Regions from separate parts of the Danio rerio genome. Here region 2 is linked to region 1. A link is a contact called in public HiCAR-type data. All regions are on one chromosome and are shown on one strand. The core of a region is the stretch at or near the end of the contact, and the rest is flanking DNA. Distances in the headings are between cores, read along the strand shown. Region 1 holds the start of aebp2 (AE binding protein 2). Region 2 overlaps plekha5 (pleckstrin homology domain containing, family A member 5).

Region 1 (3,740 bases), core at 877-3,376:
CACAACACATGATTAAACGCTAAAGAAAATAAGTGTGTTTGCAATGAGCTCTGAGAACAATCAAAAGTAGGACCTGATCTTAAGGAGAGTGGAAGATCGTTCTGAAGTTTTGGAGCTGCTACTGAAAAAGCTCTCTCACCTCGACAGATCCTCGAACTTGCAGATAGAGAAGATCCTTAGAGCGAAGAGATCTCACAGGTTGGTGTATATTAATTAGCTCTGAAATATGCTCAGGGGCCATGGAGGGATTTAAAAACACACAGCTGTACTTTGTACTGAATTTTAAAGTCGATTGGCAGCCTGTGTAGAGAAACCAGTAGAGGTGTGATGTGCTCTCCTGTACATGCACTACCTGACAAAAGTCTTGTCGCCTATGCGAGTTTTAGGAACAGCAAATGATAACTTGACTTCTAGTTGAACATTTGGTATCAGAAGTGGCTTCCATGAAAGACAAAGGCCTCTAGATTTCGCTCATTTGACCAAAATAAAATATGATCATGCTTTGATTTATGACAAGACTCTTGTCAGGTAGTGTAGATGTATTAAAATAGATTTAAATTAGTTTTATTTATTATTTGATAAACATTTCACCAAAATACTTGGGCCAAATTTTATACAATTTATGAATAAATTCAATTCATTTAAATAATACATTTAAATTAATAATAATAATAATATATATAATAATAATAGATAGATAGATAGATAGATAGATAGATAGATAGATAGATAGATAGATAGATAGATAGATAGATAGATAGATAGATAGATAGATAGATAGATAGATAGATAGATAGATAGATAGATAGATAGATAACTGATTATTATGGAAAGAAATATTACATAGTGATGTTTACAATAGACCATTTTAATGTGGTGATATCGTTGGCACAAAAACATTTCCTGCTTGTCAAACTGTTTCATAACTGTATCAAGATGCAATTCAATCATACCTTAACATTAAATAGCTATCTTAACATTATCAATATGCAGACCCTTTTGGATTCTCGGAAGCTATGGAAATTGGAAATGTAAAACAGGAAATACGTTAGGACCATTGTTTACATCCCTTAACATAATCTATAAAAAGATATAATATAAGCAACTTCTATTAGGTGATATGATTTTGATGAGTGTTCATTAATTGATCTTTGTCTCCATCTGCTGCTCTGATGCGGTGTTGCAAAAGAGTAGAGCAGCGCCATCTCCTGGTCAATATTAGGGGATTATTTATGATGCTTGCAGTAAAATAAATGTCTTATTTATTCATAAAAATATTTGTTTTAAGCTTCACAATGGTGAAAATCCCATCTAATACACAGGAGCAGAATTATTGTTGATTTCAGTTCTTATGTGCAGCCTACATTTTCCATGAGGGGAAAGTGACGCCATCTGGTGGTGTTTTCCCGGAAGAGTCGCTTTAAATGTCAGAAGGGGTTATCTGACTCATTTTATCATTGTTCTGTAAAATCATGAATACTGGAAAAACCCAGCTGAGATAAAGGAGGAAAAACTGCAGATGAAAGATCATAATAACCAGACAATACACTTTAACCGGAATCCGAGGAAAAACACTGCAAGGGAAAATGCTGAGACATAAGCCCATATGTTATGGTTTATGCAAATATCTTAAGTACTAAATGTCCACAAATCATGAATACAACTCAAATATTATATCATGTATTAAATGGAAATAAATGTAAAGATGTGTGCACCTTTTCTCTCATACAAATGTTATTAATATATATGCTACAAGTAAAACTAAATATAGGATACTACTAACAATTTACAATCATTCATTCACTCGTTTTCGGCTTAGTCCATGTTAATAATAACAATACCCAACATTTTTAATCTAATTATTATTATTATTAGTAGTAGTAGTAGTAGTATTGTTATTATTATGTAATTAAGTTACAAAGAAAACTTCATGACTTTATTTAATCTGTATTGCGCTCCAAGCACGTGGATGCATTTATAACAAGCGTCTATTATTTGTATTATTATTAATAATATTAGTACATAATAAAGTTATTATGAAAACTTCTGAACTTTGTTTGATCTGTTTAGCCCTGCGAGCACGTGGAGCCATTCATAATAAGCGCTTACGTCACGCTGACTCCTCCCCCCCGCTCCTCCCCGATCAGCCTCCAGCAGTTCCACGATCCGTCCGCTCACCGAAAGTCTCCGCGTTTCACCCGTTTCCCGTCGCGTAAACCCGGCCAGGCCGCGCACACACCAGCGGAACCCGATGGCTTCGACGACCTCCGACGCTTCCGAGCAAGAGTCAGCGAACCCGAGCGAGAAAAACGGCGACGGGAGCGAGTCGGGCCTGCGCGCCGCCGATCCGGAACCGGCCGTTAAGATGGACGAAGCGGACACGGACGAGAAGCCCGGTGGACACGAGCCTACAGAACAAAGCCCAGAGGAAGCCACGCGGGACGGGGGTAATGATGAAGACGGGGAGACCGAAAAGGAGCAGCAGAAGAGCCCCGGTAGCGCGGACGGGACGGCGGAGCGGATGAAGAGAGAACAAAGGGAGGAGGAGAGCGTGTCCTTACCGGCGGAGAAAAACAGCGGCGGCGGCGGCACCGGAATGAAGCGCCGCGCGAGCCTGGAAATGATGAGCTCGTCTTCGGACGGAGAGCCTCTCAGCCGCATGGACTCGGAGGACAGGTGCGTGTCCGTCTGCTAATTACAAAACACCGATATTTCAGCCGATAGTATCAATGTTAAAGGTCCGTTTTGTTGATTAACGACGCCGTTTAGGTGCCGTTTGGATAACTAGTTTAGCTCGCGCGTGTTGACCGTTACGCTAGTTACTTAACGTTACTGCTAGTGTTATTGAGTTAGCATAAACATAATAATATGACGATAAAGTATGTAAATATGTCATTTGCCACACTTGTAAGTTAAAGTGCTGAGAGTTTGAAAACATGTCAGTCTGCTAATTACAAAACACAGCTATTTCAGCCGATAATATCAACATTTAACGTCTGTTTTGTCGATCAACGAGTTTAGGAGCTGTTTGGATTAACGGTCAACACATGCGAGCGAAAAACCTATTGTGCTAGTCTATTCGAGTTATCTTAAAATAAATAATTTGATATAATGTCATGATCAAGTATGTAAATATGTCATTTGCCAAACTTGTAAGTTAAAGAGCTGAAAGTTTGAAAGCGTGTCACTGTGCTAACTTAATTACAAAACACCGATATTTCAGCCGATAATATCAACATTTACCGTCTTTTTTGTCGATTCATGACGCCGTTTAGGAGCTGTTTGGATTAACGGTCAACACATGCGAGCGAAAAACTGACTGGTCTAGAGTATTCCTGTTATCTTACAATAAATAATATGGTATATTGTGATGATAAAGTATGTATATAATGTAATTTGCCACAATTGTAAAGTTAAATGGCTGAAATTTTGAAAGCATGTCAACCTGCTAATAACAAAACAGGATATTTCATCCGATAATATCAACGTTTAACGTTTGTTTTGTCGATTAACAATGCCATTTAACGTAAGGTGTTTGGTTTAATGGTCAACACATGACAGTGAAAAACTAGTGGTTTCGAGTTAGTGCAAAAATAATAATGTAATATAATGTTATCATAAAGTATGTAAATACGTTGTTTTTTGCCACACTTGTAAAGTTAAAGTGCTGAAAGTTTGGAAGGTGTCAGTCTGCTAATTACAAAAAACGATATTTCAGCCGATTATTTTAACGTTTAACG
Region 2 (3,311 bases), core at 560-3,059, 130 kb before region 1:
TCTGAAGCAAAGTAGATAGAATTGCATCTATCTATCTATCTATCTATCTATCTATCTATCTATCTATCTATCTATCTATCTATCTATCTATCTATCTATCTATCTATCTATCTATCTGTCTGTCTGTCTGTCTGTCTGTCTGTCTGTCTGTCTGTCTGTCTGTCTGTCTGTCTGTCTGTCTGTCTTTCTTCCATCTATCTATCTATCTATCTATCTATCTATCTATCTATCTATCTATCTATCTATCTATCTATCTATCTATCTATCTATCTATCTATCTATCCATCTATCCATCTATCTATCTATCTATCTATCTATCTATCATCTAATAAGCCTCAGGCATTTCTATTTCTGCCCAACCATCAAAATGTGCACCATGTTGTGGTCACATGACCATGTTATGAATCAATAACTAAAATTACAGTTGTTGTTGTATTAAATCTGAATATCTACATAGAGGGTCTGTTTAATGTTGTGATAACAGCTTTTGTCCACCAGAGGGAATTGTTTACCCCTTTTTTCCCTTTCACTCTCAATTCTGCTATGAAAAAAGATGCTAGTGTCATATTTTATTAGCATGCTAGTGTAATTGCTTGTTAAATATTTAAATAGTCAAATCATTTAATCTGATTTTAATTTATACTATTTGACAATATATGTTTTAATTAATACACATAAAAAATAAACAATGTTTGTCCAATAATCATATTCTAATGTATATAATGTAATAACATTGAAAATATTTTAAAATCATATTTCACATTTAAATATAAGTTACTATTAAAGAATTATAATATAGTTTTGTATTAATATATGCACTTTTGCTATTAATTTAATTCATACTATATTAAATTAGCAATTGAATACATTTCTTGATGAGCATAATGTTTGGCCATGTCTAGAAATATCAGTGTAAAATCTTATTTTATTAATAACTTATTATTTATTTTGACCTTGTTTAAATTGTAGATCACTTTTTAGTTTACTCCTTTCTTAAAATTAAGTTGAAAATGCAGTTTTCTGTCAGACAGGGAACACAATATAAAACTAAAACATTCAAGCGTTCCAGATCAAAATGTCATAAAGTCATTTGAAAACGCCCATATAGCATGATGACATTCCAACCTAACACCTTGGCTATCTATAAAAAAGTTTGACAGAGATGTTTTGGGTTTGTACCTCTATCTACAAGCAATTTATAAACAATTTATTTTTACAAACAACTGTTTAATCTTTCAGCATTGTAGCTTGGTACGGTAATCTGAGTCTGTCAAATAAGAACAGGTTGAGTAGCCTTGTGAAGGTGGCAGACAAGATCAGATTGATTTTAACCAAGAGAGCTCAGGGTATCTTATGCATCCCGGATTACCTATTGTATTCTGTGTTTCAGCTGCTGCTATCAGGATGTTATTTTAGAGTTCCTACATGCATGACAAACAGTATTAGAAATTCTTTTATTATGGGGCCATTAGGTCATTAAATGAGTCCAGCAGGGAGGGAGATGCATCTAAAAAGGGATGTGTTGCATGTTTTGTGGTAATATTTAGGTAATGTGTACATGAAGCTTTGCCTGTGTAATGACACCTTACTGCAATTTTAGTTTCCCTAAACGGGATAATAAAGTTGAGTGAGTCTGAGCAACAATAGTGACTCAGAAAAAACAAACGCACATGCTTTAAGTCACACACCGCTCACTCATTTCAGAATGCATCACTCATATTTAGAGTTTTATTTAAAGTCAGTGAATGATCCTGCATGTGTGATGAGATCAGTGTCCAGATGAGGGCAGTGTGGAGCTGATCTGATCATCTGATGGTGATTTGTGTCTCATTCACTAACCACACTCTCTCTGTGCTTCTCTTTTTTATGTCCATCTCCACCTCTCCGCCATCTGAGCAGGTAAGACTCTCCATCTTTTCTATTATGCTTGCACGATATGAATGAGTGTGTTATTATCACAGCACCCAGATGTATTCATACAGAGGTGTTTGGATCATTAGGTTTGCTTTAAAAGCATGTCTGGATGTTGTTATGAACGCTGTGCTTCCCAACTCCTCAGCTTTATGAGCTGTGACCGGCGTTTGGTGACGTTTCTTCTGTACATGTGGGTAGAAACAGCTTTAACTCTTGCTGGATTACAGGATTTGGATGCAATTTAGATTTTTGTCTGCACACATCTGATATGTATTGATTCACTTTACATGAATTTACATAAAAAGGAGCATGTTTTGCATTTTTTGTGCATTTTAATACTGTAATTGCACTCTAAAAGGATGATCTCTTGCTCACCCTCATTGTTGAAAAACGTAGCATTTTACAGTCTTTTTTTTATATAAACGCTACCCTTTTTTGCTGTTTTTCTATATTTGAACACTCCTAAAAACACAGACTTTAGTAGAAATGCTTTAAAACCTAGAAATTAGTGCTGTCAAAGGATTAATCATATTATTTATATTATTAAATTATATATTTATGTATAAAAGTACACATATATAGGGATTTTTTGTGCATTTATTTTATTTATTTATTTATATTTATGCACATTTAAATACAAATTTTAATTTTGCATGCGATTTATCCGGATTAACCGTTTGACTGCTATGCTAGAAATTTCTAGAGACAATAGTTTATTTTTTTATGGCCAGGTTTCTGGCTCTCCTCAAATATTTCATCAGCTGGATTTTGTTCTTCTGATGGGCTTATAAATAGTGAAAAACATGCCTCGGAGGAGAGATTATGTTCAATTTGTGAGGGAATTGTTTGTGTAAAAATTGTATATATAAATGTATAAAAATGTAAACGTCATGATAAAAACAAGTGAAAATTGAGGAGTTGGTTCTTTTTAATGAATCTGAACGAATCAGTGGCGAATCAGTCTGAATCATTAGACTCATTCATTCAATCATTACATTACGATTCCTCAACCAGTGATCAGAAATTAATAGGAAACACAATTAATGAATGTTCAAAGCTCATGCAAGTTATTATTTTATAAATCTGGTGAATCTGGTTAATTATTATTATTATATTAAAAATCAATGTGAAATATTCATCACCCATTGCAAAGTGTAAAACAAGCTGTATTTTAATTATGGACTGATGTTTACTTCCATCCTACACCCGTTTGGTAGTTTTGCATTTGTTGCCAATAGTACTGCTGTGCTATCAGCTTTCTACACTGATTTCATTTACACGAAAGAATCATGTTTACTGTAATATAATCAATATCTTAATGAAACAAGTCCCATAAGTGACCTCAGGTTTAGATGGATGCTGGTGAATCAGGACTCTGCAGTGATGGAGAGTGTTTG

Evidence for each region. HiCAR-type assays count read pairs that join an accessible place to other places.
Region 2: a HiCAR-type map of caudal fin shows a contact between it and region 1, with 6 times the contacts expected there. The contact joins the enhancer-like site here to the promoter of aebp2 in region 1. A contact is called at or near these places in 3 of 18 Hi-C or Micro-C datasets (caudal fin, hematopoietic stem cells and an unstated tissue) and 3 of 4 datasets of contacts at active chromatin or transcription factors (caudal fin, embryo and gastrula embryo).

The regions. Positions count from the first base shown.
Region 1 is chr4:3,285,451-3,289,190 of GRCz12tu, reverse strand. It overlaps aebp2 (AE binding protein 2), which reads left to right and starts at 2,126. Exons shown (of 8, transcript NM_213494.2): 1 at 2,126-2,676. The coding sequence starts at 2,252.
Region 2 is chr4:3,412,784-3,416,094 of GRCz12tu, reverse strand. The region is part of intron 3 of plekha5 (pleckstrin homology domain containing, family A member 5); the gene reads left to right. Among named protein-coding and RNA genes, the nearest start is that of plekha5, 74 kb to the left of the region's middle. Within about 2 kb of position 1,809, at least 3 of the 62 cell types and tissues checked have an H3K27ac peak or open chromatin away from gene starts, as enhancers often do. A contact at or near this core is called in caudal fin, where this site is marked.